Regions from separate parts of the Mus musculus genome. Here all the other regions are linked to region 2. The links are chromatin contacts, called in public ChIA-PET, Hi-C and HiChIP or PLAC-seq maps. All regions are on one chromosome and are shown on one strand. Each heading gives the region's core, a stretch centred on a gene start, on an enhancer-like site or on the middle of the called end of the contact. The rest is flanking DNA. Distances are from core to core; before and after follow the strand shown.

Evidence for each region. HiChIP or PLAC-seq counts read pairs in DNA pulled down with a chosen protein or histone mark. Hi-C and Micro-C count contacts between places; a contact is called where the count stands out from the background. ChIA-PET counts read pairs in DNA pulled down with a chosen protein or histone mark.
Region 1: a contact with region 2 is called in a CTCF HiChIP or PLAC-seq map of CD8 T cells, with 7 read pairs. The contact joins the enhancer-like site here to the promoter of Efr3a in region 2. A contact is called at or near these places in 1 of 15 datasets of contacts at CTCF or cohesin (CD8 T cells), 3 of 484 Hi-C or Micro-C datasets (Th17 cells and cortical neurons) and 6 of 115 datasets of contacts at active chromatin or transcription factors (the 230-238 cell line, CD8 T cells, T-cell acute lymphoblastic leukemia and 3 more).
Region 3: a Hi-C map of CD8 T cells shows a contact between it and region 2, with 1.6 times the contacts expected there. The contact joins the enhancer-like site here to the promoter of Efr3a in region 2. A contact is called at or near these places in 1 of 15 datasets of contacts at CTCF or cohesin (the NIH/3T3 cell line), 13 of 484 Hi-C or Micro-C datasets (CD8 T cells, CD8 central memory T cells, the N1E-115 cell line and 9 more), 8 of 115 datasets of contacts at active chromatin or transcription factors (the 230-238 cell line, the SCID.adh cell line, cardiomyocytes and 3 more) and 3 of 9 other capture datasets (adipose tissue, liver and pancreatic islet).
Region 4: an RNA polymerase II ChIA-PET map of memory CD8 T cells shows a contact between it and region 2, with 261 read pairs. The contact joins the enhancer-like site here to the promoter of Efr3a in region 2. A contact is called at or near these places in 1 of 15 datasets of contacts at CTCF or cohesin (CD8 T cells), 3 of 484 Hi-C or Micro-C datasets (CD4 T cells and cortical neurons), 8 of 115 datasets of contacts at active chromatin or transcription factors (the SCID.adh cell line, bone marrow-derived macrophages, effector CD8 T cells and 3 more) and 1 of 9 other capture datasets (liver).

The regions. Positions count from the first base shown.
Region 1 is chr15:65,725,727-65,728,843 of GRCm38.p6, reverse strand. No RefSeq gene overlaps it. Among named protein-coding and RNA genes, the nearest start is that of Gm23907, 33 kb to the right of the region's middle. Within about 2 kb of position 1,548, at least 41 of the 459 cell types and tissues checked have an H3K27ac peak or open chromatin away from gene starts, as enhancers often do. A contact at or near this core is called in the 230-238 cell line, CD8 T cells, effector CD8 T cells and 1 more, where this site is marked.
Region 2 is chr15:65,785,756-65,789,179 of GRCm38.p6, reverse strand. It overlaps Efr3a (EFR3 homolog A), which reads right to left and starts at 2,160. Exons shown (of 23, transcript NM_133766.4): 1 at 1,934-2,160. The coding sequence starts at 1,943. Gm41339 (a long non-coding RNA gene) reads left to right here and starts at 2,137. Exons shown (of 3, transcript XR_875389.2): 1 at 2,137-2,303. Gm41338 (a long non-coding RNA gene) reads right to left here and starts at 1,583. Exons shown (of 2, transcript XR_875388.2): 1 at 799-1,583.
Region 3 is chr15:65,823,811-65,826,920 of GRCm38.p6, reverse strand. Efr3a (EFR3 homolog A) reads right to left here. Exons shown (of 23, transcript NM_133766.4): 5 at 2,186-2,307. Among named protein-coding and RNA genes, the nearest start is that of Gm41338, 38 kb to the right of the region's middle. Within about 2 kb of position 1,295, at least 2 of the 459 cell types and tissues checked have an H3K27ac peak or open chromatin away from gene starts, as enhancers often do. A contact at or near this core is called in CD8 T cells and conventional type 1 dendritic cells, where this site is marked.
Region 4 is chr15:65,742,791-65,746,121 of GRCm38.p6, reverse strand. No RefSeq gene overlaps it. Among named protein-coding and RNA genes, the nearest start is that of Efr3a, 43 kb to the left of the region's middle. Within about 2 kb of position 1,456, at least 40 of the 459 cell types and tissues checked have an H3K27ac peak or open chromatin away from gene starts, as enhancers often do. A contact at or near this core is called in CD8 T cells, the SCID.adh cell line, effector CD8 T cells and 1 more, where this site is marked.

The sequences.
Region 1 (3,117 bases), core at 299-2,798, 60 kb after region 2:
TGGTCTTGTTGGAGTTTGTGTGGCCTCATTGGACAAGGTATGCCACTAGAGGTGGGCTTTGATGTTTCAAAAGCCAATGCCAAGCCCAGTTTCTTTGTTATGGATCAGGATTTAAAGCTCTCAACTTCTTCTCCAGTACATGCCTATCTGTTTTCTGCTGTGATGATAATGAGCTAACCCTCTGAAACTATAAGCAAACCTCCGGTTAAATGATTTCTCTTTATAAGAGTTGCCTTGGTCATGGTGTCTCCTCAGAGTAATAGGACAGTGACTAAGACATTCCCCAAGTTGCTTTGTATCATGTTATTTATTACAACAACAAAAATAAACTAGAACACCATCATATTGGAGATTAGGTTTTAAAAGAAGTTTGGACACATACACGTTAATTAAATAGCAATAACATGTAGAAGAAATGTATTTTCTTAGGTCTAGATTATAGAAGTTAAAGATCAAGTTAGTATTACCCTAATCACCTTCAAAATTTTTTGAGATTATAATTTATATTTCTTTCTTTTCTTTCTTCCCTTCAAACCCTTAGTTAGGGTTTTACTGCTGTAACAGACACCATGACCAAGGACAACATTTAATTGGGGTTGGCTTACAGTTTCACAAGTTCAGTCCATTATCATTAAGGCAGGAAAATGGCAGCATCCAGGTAGACATGGTACAGGAGGAACTGAGAGTTCTACGTCTTCATTTGAAGGCTGTTAACTGAATACTCACTTCCAGGCAGCTAGGACAAGGATATTAAAGCCCATGCCCACAGTGACACACCTACTCCAACAAGGCATAATAGTGCCTTCTTCCTGGGCCAAGCATATACAAACCATGACAATGTCCCTCCCTACTCTCCTTCAAACTCATGGGCTCTTTTTTTGCTAATTGTTATTGCATGCACATATGAATGTGTATGTGTATATGTATATATACATATATTCCTAAATATAATCTTCTTGGTCTATATAATGTTACTTTTATGTTTATTTTCAGGGCTGACTATTTGGCATTGAACACCCAATTGGTATGTTCTTCCTGGGGAGAACAGCGTCTCCCACTCTCCATTTTCCTCACTTACCTATAGTTATTTGTGTAGGGTTGAGGCCTCATAGGATATTCTGTCTAGTTTGGATGGTAATCACCTTTTGTTTCTGAATATAGTCACATTGTATATCCCGGGGGTGAGGACTCCAGTGTGTGAATTTCTGGGAGACACAAACCATCCATAACAATGCTCACCTCTTAACACTCAATATTCCAGAGGACAGGATAAGAAGGGCTGTTAGCTTTACCTTATATGTAATCTTGTTATTTCTCATATTGCAACAGACATGTACTAATTTATGACTTGAAAAACATAAAAGCAGATTAATCCATGAAGGATGGTGTTATGGGTTCTAAGATGAAAAGGGTAAAACGGTGTGCTTTAGTCATTGTGACACAGAGATTCACTGTTTCATCAAGGGGCTTTGACCTCCTCATGACACCAGGTGTTGTGAACCCTTTGACTATATCAGTCCTGGCTGCAGAAACTCCAGAATGCACAACCACAAATGTGCTGCTCATGAGAAGAGCAATTTCTTGTTTTTGTAGGCTTCTAGGGGAAAGCAGACCATTCTAAGAACTTCATGACCACTTCCTTCCTGCCTTACTGTTGACTTCCCTCAGAGGCCAAAGTCAGTGAGCAGAGTATATCTTTGCTGATTGCTTACAGTAAAGTTGAAATTGATCTTGTCCAAACTGTTCTGCTGAAAGTGAGGGACAGGTGATTCTTCAAAGCAAAGTTCATGTTGTATTTGAAGCAGGAGGCCTAGACACTGGTGAAACCACTAATAGAAGCCTGAACTCACAAGGACTTCAAAAGCAATCTCTAATTCCTCCCTCTCTTCATGTTTTAGTGATGTCTTTCAAAGATGCTGTCTTTCACCTCTGAGTTCACTGAACTCATAGTGAACAAAATCTCCCTTTAGAGTGTAGGTTCCAGGATATCTCTTTCCCTGCACCTGGAATGTGGCTGGCAGTATATATTATTTACTTTTCTCCTTGATGTGACATTATAAGAAACAATTTAAGGAAGGAAGGGTTTATTTTATTTCAAGATTTGAAGGGATAGAGTCTATCTTGGCAATGAGGGCACAGTAACAAGACTATAAGACAATTGCGCACATGTTGACATCTGTCAGGAAGCAAAGAAGATGAAAACTCAGCTTGACTCTTACTCCATGTAGGACCCCAGCTCATGAAATGGGGCTGGATGCCAGTGGGATGGGTCTTCCCACCTCAGCTAACCTCATCTAAAAACTTCCTCACAGATGCATTCAGAGGTTTGTCTCCTTAGTGATTCTAGATCCTGTCCAATTGACAATAATTAGCATTACAAACAGGTGTAGCAGTGAGTTTAGCTACTTCACTTTATGCTCTCAATGGATCGCCCACTTCCAGCCACCTGCCCAGCAGCTCACTGGATTTTCGAATGAAAGAGACACAGACATATTAGCTGATTTTTGAAATGCCTTTGCTAACTCAATGACTGGGCACCTCTAGTTAGGGAAATCTCACTTGGTTGGTTGGCTTTATCTCCTACAGCTCCTATGCTCTTCTCCCCTCTCTTTTCCTGAGGGAATCTAGAAGTACCACTTCTTGCTCTTCTCCCAGCCATTGGCTGTTGGCAATTTATTAATTGTCAAAAACCAATTGGGGACAAGGACCTTTAGCATTTAGATATCCAATTAAATCAAAGCATTAGAACAAATCCCCCAAAACGGTAATTTTTTTCAATTTTTTATTAGATATTTTCTTCATTTACATTTCAAATGCTATCCCAAAAGTCCCCTATACCCTCCCCCTGCCCTGCTTCCCTACTTCTTGGCCCTGGCTTTCCCCTGTACTGGGGCATGTAAAGCCAAAACGGTAATTTTGAACACATGTATACATATTAATTTGGTATTCTCCATATGCTGACTGTTCTAAACACCAAAGACGTTTAAAAAACCCAGAATTCCTTTCCTTATGGAGCTGGTCCTCCAGTGGGGGCTCTACGCCATGAAAAGATAAAAAGGTTGCAGGCTAGTCATATGTGCAGTGAAGAAAATAAGAGTACAAAGAGGAACAGAGTGT
Region 2 (3,424 bases), core at 911-3,410:
GTGCTGGACCTTTCTTGCAGACATCCTTCTAGTTGCTTCCTCAAGGAGTTCTTGGCTCACTAAACAACTCCAACTAAACAATACTCCTTAGGCACACACTTGCTTGGCCAGCGTGGCTCCAGCATGTGAAGGTGGCTTCTGCTATCAGTGTCATTTCAATTCCAAGTGAACAACAAAAACAACAATAGAATGATTTATCTGTGAGCTGCTTGCAGAGTTCTAGAACCTAGAGATTAAAGCGATCCTCTTTAACCCTTCACTTTTGTAGAAAAGCACTGCATTTCATTAGCTAAAACACTTAACGGTTAACTGGCTGAGCATCTAAATAACGATTTTTTTATAAAAAATTAATTTCTTTTCCTAAAAGCACCCATAATACCATACTACAGTGACTGACTGTGTCACAGTCTCTGCTTATACATTTAGTCTACTTTAGACACGGGGCATCTAAGAAGCACTCCTGCCCACTGAAGAATCTCGGACACCTTGAGGGCTCTGACCATCAGGAGAAAAAAAGCAAGAGCTACCATTTCAGAGCTGAACTTCTGTCCACATCAGTATCTCCCTTTGATTCCAGGTGATGCACAGCAACAAATTGACAGATAAGTCATGATCATTTCTCTTGACCTCCTACTCACGGTGAGCAATCTGACACCGAAGTTCATCCAAAACTCACTGGACACAGTAAATAAATCAAACATCCTAAAAATGTAACTATCAGCATCCTCTCTAGGAAACTAAATGCTAGCACATAACTAAAAGCTCGATGATTTTGCAGAATTTTAATGGGAATTTTACCAAGACAGTCCATATGCAGTCTCATCTTTTGATGTCCTTTATCTTTCTCCCCTTTCGTTTCCCAGAAGATTGGCACGGTGCTAATTCCAAATAGTCAAATAATAGAACATGAGTGTAAGGAATAATAAAACTGGCAATAATGATCATGAACAAGATAGGCAGAGAATATACCTCCAGGCTGGAGGAATCAAGCAGAAATGTAAAGTAAGAAACACAGAATAACGTGCAAACAAAATAAAACACACTTGGTATTTGAGGGGTCAAAGTGACCTTTACATTATGATGAAAGGTTTGACACAGCTATGAGGCAAACCATTCTAGTATTCAGAAAGAAATCTTTACCCAACACTAGAAGAAATTGTGCATTTGAAGCTGCCTAGAAATCCCGTACTTATGTCTACAGAAACCATGCAGGGCTAGTTAGGAATTCCGAGAAAAACATTCACAAGTCTTTAAAGATTCTATGGCAAGACACACTTACAAGAGCACTACTTGCAAAGACCCTCAAAAACCCATAACCAGCATCAGCCACCCAGTTAGCACGTAATCAATGTGAGCCACATGATTTAAAGCCTCAGCGTGAGTATCTGGGTCACTCTTAGCAACTGTGTAGTACCTTGTAGTACAGTGTCTCTCTCTCAAAGCCTCGACTACCGGGGTCATCTCGAAACCTATCGTCCCTCTGGGACAGCCGGGATGCTTGCTATGAGTGGAGCCCGGGTCCCACCGCAGGCGGGCAAGCCAAAACCGCGTCCAAGTCAGCCAAGAAGTAGTCAGACTGACACACTTCGGGGCAGCCCGGCCTCTGGCCGCAGGGAGGGCTGCAGCCTGTCCCTCGGACCTAAGTCCCTCAAACTAAGGCAGCACAGGCCTCGACCTTGGGGCCACAGTCGAGTGGGCCCGCGCGGCGAGTGGACCAGCCCGGGCTTCCCGGGTCGCACTGGTCTCCGTTACCGCGCCGTCACCGCGGGCCGCCGTCAGTTCCCGTAACGCTCCCGCCTCAGTTTCCCCGAGGGTGCACAGAGATCCCGCGCTCCCCGCCCACGGGACGCTGAAGTCTAAGCGAAACTAACTCAGGGCGGACCGGCGCTTCCTGGAGGCGCTGCCCGCCCGCCCGGCCTGGCCCGACACTCACGGGTAGGCATGGCGACCCGAGTTCGCCGCGCTCGCCGCCGTCCCGGGACTCAGAGGGGAAGCGCGAGCCGCGCCGACCGCAGCATGACTGCGGAAGCCCGGCCACGGACGCCTCGTCGGGGCGGAGGACGAATTGCCGAGAGAGCGGACGCCGACCGGGTACAGCGACCACCGGCCGTGATCCGCGCCCCGTCGACGACGCGGTGGGCCGACCCACGCCCGTGACGTCAGCGCGTTGCCGCTGGGAGGCTCCGCCCCCAAGCGCTAAGCTCGGCCCCCAAGCGGTGACTGCTTGGCTTGGCCCTTACCTGCAGAGTGGGCAGCAGGAAGGCTGGCTGTTTTAACTCCAAGGTCACTTTAGGACTGTGAGGGTAAGGCCAATAGTCTTGAGTGTAGTGACTTTCCCCAGGCTCCCGTTCGGATCTATTTAACTGCCAGATTTGTGTCGGAAAGCCCAATGCTTTTGAAATGCACTTGGGTTATCTGGGGTGATAGTTGAGCATTTTCTCTGAGGACAGAAGAAAATGTCATTTCTCCTGGGGCTTCCCGTAACTTTCAAAGTGAGACAGTCCTCAGGACTTGGTCTTCTTCTTTCGAACAAGTTCTGAACACTTGGCTAACCCTGTTCTTAGCTCTGGGTATCATTAATATTCTACTTGATGGGTCTATTGGGAATCACAAATCTGGGTCAACCCTAGAGCCAGGGCATCTCTAATGTGGGCAGTACACATAACATTGGCCAGACACCATACTCTGGCCACAGCCCCTTTAGAGAAATAAAAGCAATGTCCAGAAGTCCAATACTGTGTTTCCAAAGTGGCTCATTTAAGAGACATGGAATTCTGCTATAGAATTAGTAATGAGTATATTACTAAGTCCTGAGCTAATGCTGCTGGATAGCATATGGGATGATGTAACTATACACTTTGGTTTGCAGACCTATACCCTGGAGCGTAGTGCCAACTTTCTGCTTAAGAAATAAGATTGTGAAGTCTGAAGAGGAGGAGATAAAGAAGATGAAGTAACCAGGAAGGCCTGAGGGCAATTACTCTTTGAGTCAACTTGGAATAAAACAGAATTTGAATTAGCAAAGGCCTTGGAGGAAGGGGGGGGGGTGTGGAGAATAGAAGCAATTTCTCGAGTGAGTCATAGAAACGAGTGAAGGGAAGTACACGTAAGAGATGTGAGACTTGTCCCTTGCTGACAGGGAAGGACAAACCAGCAAGGATGAAGCCCATACTTAAACAGGTTCTGTGATCGTAGAGTCGTCAATCTGACAGAATCTGGAATTACCGGGGATGCAGGCCTCTGGGCATGCCCGTGAGGATTATCTTGATTAGGTTAATTGAGGTGGGAAGACCTGGACAGCATAAGTGCCAAGAGACAGCTCAGCAGCAGAACACACAGAGCACTCGGCTTCCCAGCAGTACAGTCCACTGCTGCTACATCTTCACCAGAACTGACTGCAACCTTGAACTGTGAACCAGAAGAA
Region 3 (3,110 bases), core at 46-2,545, 39 kb before region 2:
GGGACTTGAAATGCTAGGGTTGGGGGATACCCAGGGGGGCCTCCACCTGCTCAGGGGAGAAGGGGAGGGGGGAAAGATTATGGGAGGGGGTAGTGAGCAGAATATAAAATGAATAAGTAAAAAACAAACAAAAATAGATGGATGGATGGATGGATGGATGGATAAAAACCTAGCTACTAAGGTAAGACTAACAAATGAATCGTCACTGAGAAAATCCAACAGAGTGTGACACTGAGTATAGCAACCCCTCCAGGACAGAAGTAGATGAACACCATATAATGGACTCCATAGTAAAAGTCTGTGTGTGCGTGCACAAATGCCCATGCGCTTGAGATCCTACACATTTACATTTGTTTACAGTTGGTGAATTATTGCTTTATTTTGTATTCTTGGTTTGGTTTGGAGAAACATTATTGTACTGGGTTTTTATTTGTTTTTGAGAAAGAAACTAAAGTTGGGTGGATAGGGAAGGGAATAGGAGAATAATTTCTAGACTCATCTCTGACTGTCCAAGCCTGAAGGTTCTGCAGGACTTGTATTTTACTAAAGTGTAAAAGGATAAAAAATAAGAATCTAAGTTGGAACCTGAAAAGAAATTTAAATAAACTGAAGAAAACTGAATTGACTTTTACTCAAGGAAAAAAATTGCAACTTGTATCTTCAAGCATTTTAATTGAAACATTGTTTTAACAGTGATTCAAATGAAAACTTGGCAATTTTAACTTCAGAAACTTGTGCTGATAAATGACCCCTAATTGGTCAACCATAAAAAAATAGACATATAAACATTAAATGGACTCAGTGGGTTGTATTTATACATTTAAACACACACACACAAACATACACACACACACATATGCACTCCCACACAAATATAAAATAATCATAATTAAAGAAAAAAGATGTCATGAACTTGATGGAAGATAGAAAAGGTTGGAGGGAAGTGAGGGATGGAAGATAGAAAAGGTTGGAGGGAAGTGAGGGGAGGAGAAATTATGCAAATACAGTAAAAAAATAGTAATTCTGGATATAAATAGTATGTTCAAAATACAAGGTTTTCCACCAGGGGGCGATAAATAGTTAAAGATAAGGTAATTTCATGTTTGAATTATTCAAACACATTTTCTTATATGATTAAAAGCATTTTAAAATGTCTGTTAGGAGATAAAATTTTAGTAGTGATGAGGTGGCCAGGAAGGTTTAAGACATCACATAGTGAATAAATGGCCTGGACTGTAATGAGGAGAAATTACAGTCAGGCCAGTCACATGGAGAAAATGACTATAAAGTCTCCTCAGCATCCTTTCTCCAGTGACCCATAAGTCTCACGCCTGCTTTCACTGTGTGCACCTGCTGGGGGCACACTCTGAAGCAGTTCAGAGAAAATACACCGGTTCTCCATTACTAACATAACCTCTGAATTAGGATGGCAGTAATGCTCACACTAATATTGTTTATCAGCATCATTTTTACTTTTATTTTTAACTACACACCATTAGTCACTAGTCAAAGTGCTCAGTAATACAGCAGTGCTCAGAACAAAAACCCCTGGCCTCCTGTCCTGCTCTCTACCAAGAGAACAGGAAAGGGAAAAAGGTTCGGAGTGGTGGTGCACACCTTTAATCCCAGCACTCAGCAAGCAGAGACAAGAGGATCTCTCTGAGCTCATGCCAGCCTCGTCTACAAAGCAAAAAGCAAGGTCTAGAGTGACTAGGATGACATAGAGAGGCCCCATATCAAGAAAACAAAAACAGAATAAAAATGAAAAGATAAGGAACAACCACAAGTAGCTCAGCAGTAGGTAAGAGTGAGGTTAGTAATGAAGTCATCCAGGAGCGAACCCTGAGTGAAGTGAGGACAAAGCTGAACACGCTAGACTGAGAACATAGCTTCTGAATGGACTGAAGAGGGCCATGCCCAGAGTAATCCCGAGACAGCAAGCGGATCACAGGAACTGAAACAGGCAGAGGAGGAAATGGGTCACTCTGGACGAGAATAAGGACTCTGAATTTCAACCACTTTCATCTTGCACATTCAGTTGAATACTGTATGTTCTAACAATGGAAGGCTGTTTCATGAGCATCTCTCATGCCTTTTGTAGTCACTGTGAAGTACAGCAGCACAATATTCAGTCACTTCTTGTATCAATCACTTAAGGTAAGTCATGAGGTAAAACAGTACATACTCGGTTCGTATTTCTGGATCACTATGACAGGAGTGACACATGGCACTGAATCGAGATACAAAGAAGTCATAACGTCTATGATAGGACGGTGTATCTTCTTCAATATTTGCAAATTTGACAAACTAAAAAACAAAAATAACAATACAAACAAAATACGTCACCTTTTAAAAGTGAGTAAACACATTTAGCCTCCTTATCTATTACACTAACAAGCAACATCCAAATAAGCAAATGGAACACATAAAACAACAAATGCTGTATATGTACAAATACTGTATATGTATATGTAATAATAATCTTTTAGAAAACCAATGATACAGCTCTCTAAATAAAAAGAGTATGCAACCTGGCTGATGTTCTGTAAGACATTTACTTTTACACTTTTGTTTTTTGTATTTTTCAAATTTGCTATAATAAACACATCACTTTTAAAATAGAATAAAAAGGTAGAAACAAAACAAAAATGGACACTAAGACCTTTCTTAAATGTGAGGGGGATGTTGAAGAGGATAAACCTTAATTCTTTTGTTATTGAAAGTTATAAATACAAAGATAATCTAAGCAACTGTCTGTGGCAGACAGCTTCTACTGCCCTTGTAGATATAAGAGCAGAACATAAAATGTGAGGACACTCCAGAGGAGCTCTCCCAGTTCACAGAAGTCCTAATTCTGCAAACTGCAAGTTCTTTTGTGCTAATTTCTTAAATAAGGTGGAAGACAACAGAGAAAGGCACATATGTCTAGCTCTTTCTTCCACATACTTATGCATGGGTATGAGAACTCATACACACATGCATACATCCCCATACATAATAATAATAATGATAATAATAATAGAAGAAGAAGATGGAGGAGACAGAGTAGGAGGAGGAGGGAAAGAAAAAACTTTATTTTATTATTTGGGAAACAGACATGTTTAAGAGAT
Region 4 (3,331 bases), core at 207-2,706, 42 kb after region 2:
GTATTTCTGTGGACTGGATCTTTGTCTAAGAGTCATTGCAGAAACTGTGAGGAATCCCAACAAAATCACCACATGTTACCAGAAAAAGGAGGATCCCGGTTTGGAATTGTTAGTCTAATAAGCAAAATAATTCAAGAATAGAGGCAAATGAAAGCTAGAGAACAACTTTTATTAGAGTTCAAAAACAACCCCTGGGGAGGCAAGTTGCAGTTTCCTGGCAGCTGCCTGGAAGAGGAGACTAGCTAAGGAAGAGCCATTTGAGTTAAATCAGCATGAAGGTCAGACATGTGGCAGACAGAAAGCCCCGTGGTATGGAGGAGGACTTTAGAGAAAAAAAATAAAGAGCTCAAAGAACTAGAAAAGGCACACTTAGGCTCTGGCCAGATCTGAAAGACAGATAGGAAAAAAGGAAAAGGAAAATTTACCTTTCTGAGTCAGGAATCACAAATGCAATCAGGTCCAATGTTTGCATTCCTTCTAGGCTCCACCCAACAGTTACCTGGCAATAAGCCAGGTAGGCCTGGCTTCCTCTCTCTTACTCTTACTCTTTCACTCTTTTATTATCATTGCCCCTTCTCTATATGACTCCTTTCCCCTTCTCTCCCCTTCCCCTCCTGCCTCTCTCTCTCCATGTATTCCTGGCCTGCTTCTCTTTCTCTTCTTATCTCCTCCCTACTCCTGTCTCTTTCTCTCTGTATGTGTGTATGTGTGTCTTTCTTTGTCTATAGTCCCTTCTCAACTCTCCTTCTCATGCCCTAAATAAACTATTCTACATTATACCCATTGTATAGCTGGTACCTACAGAGGGAGGGATGTCTCACCATACCATGCTCTATCAAACATATCCTGGTTCTCTTTTTTATAAAACACAGCATCCAACATAACTTCATGACAGCTCACAGATACTGAGTTGTGGTCAAGAATTCTGTAAAGAAAATGTGGATTCCTTCATTAAAGGCCTTATTATTCCTCATATGTCTTTAGCACTCCTGGGCTTCAGTTCTTTGGCAAGGCAATTGACCTGCTCTGCTTATCTCTTAACGGAGGAGACAATGACATGCCTCCACCTACAGCAAGATCGAGTTCTTTTTCTAGGTGGTAACAGCTTCCATTAATGGGTCTTCAATTCGACTCTAACATTAGTGAACAGTGAACACTGGGGAAAACAGGGTCTCTTTTGCAGATCATTAGTTTTGTAATTAAAAAAATAAAGTCCAAACAGACTCGGAAGGAAACTCAAGGACCATTTTATTGAAGTTTGAAAGAGAAATACATCAGAGCATATGGGATCTTAGCAGATACCAATGTCACCTGGAAGAAAGTCCTCCATTATGCAATATCCACATTGTGTGTGAGTTGAGAAGAGAAATTTGAGCAAGACACAGAAAAGCAGTCACAAAATAGGTTTACTAAAATGAAAGTGAAAGCAAAAGCCCACACCAAACTGTCACAACGGGTCAGAGCAAGCATGTCGCTTAAAAGCCCCTCACTTCCCTGTCTAGGGGTCTCTAATTACACAAGGGAAGATGGAGTTCCTTGAAAGGCTGATGTTACTCTGACTGGTGTAAGATGCTTGACACCCCCTAGGTCAAATTATGCTTACTACAGATGTACCGTCCAATGATCTCTATTATAATCATATTCATGAGATGTAGTGCAAATGCATTAATACTTAAATGATTTGTGAGGACAGAAAGGCTTAAACTTTTTTCTTTTTTTTTTTTTCCATTTTTTATTAGGTATTTAGCTCATTTACATTTCCAATGCTATACCAAAAGTCCCCCTTACCCACCCACCCCCACTCCCCTACCCACCCACTCCCCCCCTTTGGCCCTGGCGTTCCCCTGTACCGGGGCACACAAAGTCTACGTGTCCAATGGGCCTCTCTTTCCAGTGATGGCCGACTAGGCCATCTTTTGATACATATGCAGCTAGAGTCAAGAGCTCAGGGGTACTGGTTAGTTCATAATGTTGTTCCACCTATAGGGTTGAAGATCCCTTTAGCTCCTTGGGTACTTTCTCTAGCTCCTCCATTGGGAGCCCTGTGATCCATCCATTCGCTGACTGTGGGCATCCACTTCTGTGTTTGCTAGACCCCGGCATAGTCTCACAAGAGACAGCTACATCTGGGTCCTTTCGATAAAATCTTGCTAGTATATGCAATGGTGTCAGCGTTTGGATGCTGATTATGGGGTGGATCCCTGGATATGGCAGTCTCTACATGGTCCATCCTTTCATCTCAGCTCCAAACTTTGTTTCTGTAACTCCTTCCATGGGTGTTTTGTTCCCACTTCTAAGGAGGGGCATAGTGTCCACACTTCAGTCTTCATTTTTCTTGAGTTTCATGTGTTTAGGAAATTGTATCTTATATCGTGGGTATCCTAGGTTTTGGGCTAGTATCCACTTATCAGTGAGTACATATTGTGTGAGTTCCTTTGTGATTGTGTTACCTCACTCAGGATGATGCTCTCCAGGTCCATCCATTTGGCTAGGAATTTCATAAATTCATTCTTTTTAATAGCTGAGTAGTACTCCATTGTGTAGATGTACCACATTTTCTGTATCCATTCCTCTGTTGAGGGGCATCTGGGTTCTTTCCAGTTTCTGGCTATTATAAATAAGGCTGCTATGAACATAGTGGAGCATGTGTCCTTCTTACCAGTTGGGGCTTCTTCTGGATATATGCCCAGGAGAGGTATTGCTGGATCCTCCGGTAGTGCTATGTCCAATTTTCTGAGGAACCGCCAGACTGATTTCCAGAGTGGTTGTACAAGCCTGCAATCCCACCAACAATGGAGGAGTGTTCCTCTTTCTCCACATCCTCGCCAGCATCTGCTGTCACCTGAATTTTTGATCTTAGCCATTCTGACTGGTGTGAGGTGGAATCTCAGGGTTGTTTTGATTTGCATTTCCCTGATGATTAAGGATGTTGAACATTTTTTCAGGTGCTTCTCTGCCATTCGGTATTCCTCAGGTGAGAATTCTTTGTTCAGTTCTGAGCCCCATTTTTTAAGGGGGTTATTTGATTTTCTGAGGTCCACCTTCTTGAGTTCTTTATATATGTTGGATATTAGTCCCCTATCTGATTTAGGATAGGTAAAGATCCTTTCCCAGTCTGTTGGTGGTCTTTTTGTCTTATAGACAGTGTCTTTTGCCTTGCAGAAACTTTGGAGTTTCATTAGGTCCCATTTGTCAATTCTCGATCTTACAGCACAAGCCATTGCTGTTCTGTTCAGGAATTTTTCCCCTGTGCCCATATCTTCAAGGCTTTTCCCCACTTTCTCCTCTATAAGTTTCAGTGTCTCTGGTTTTATGTGAAGTTCCTTGATCC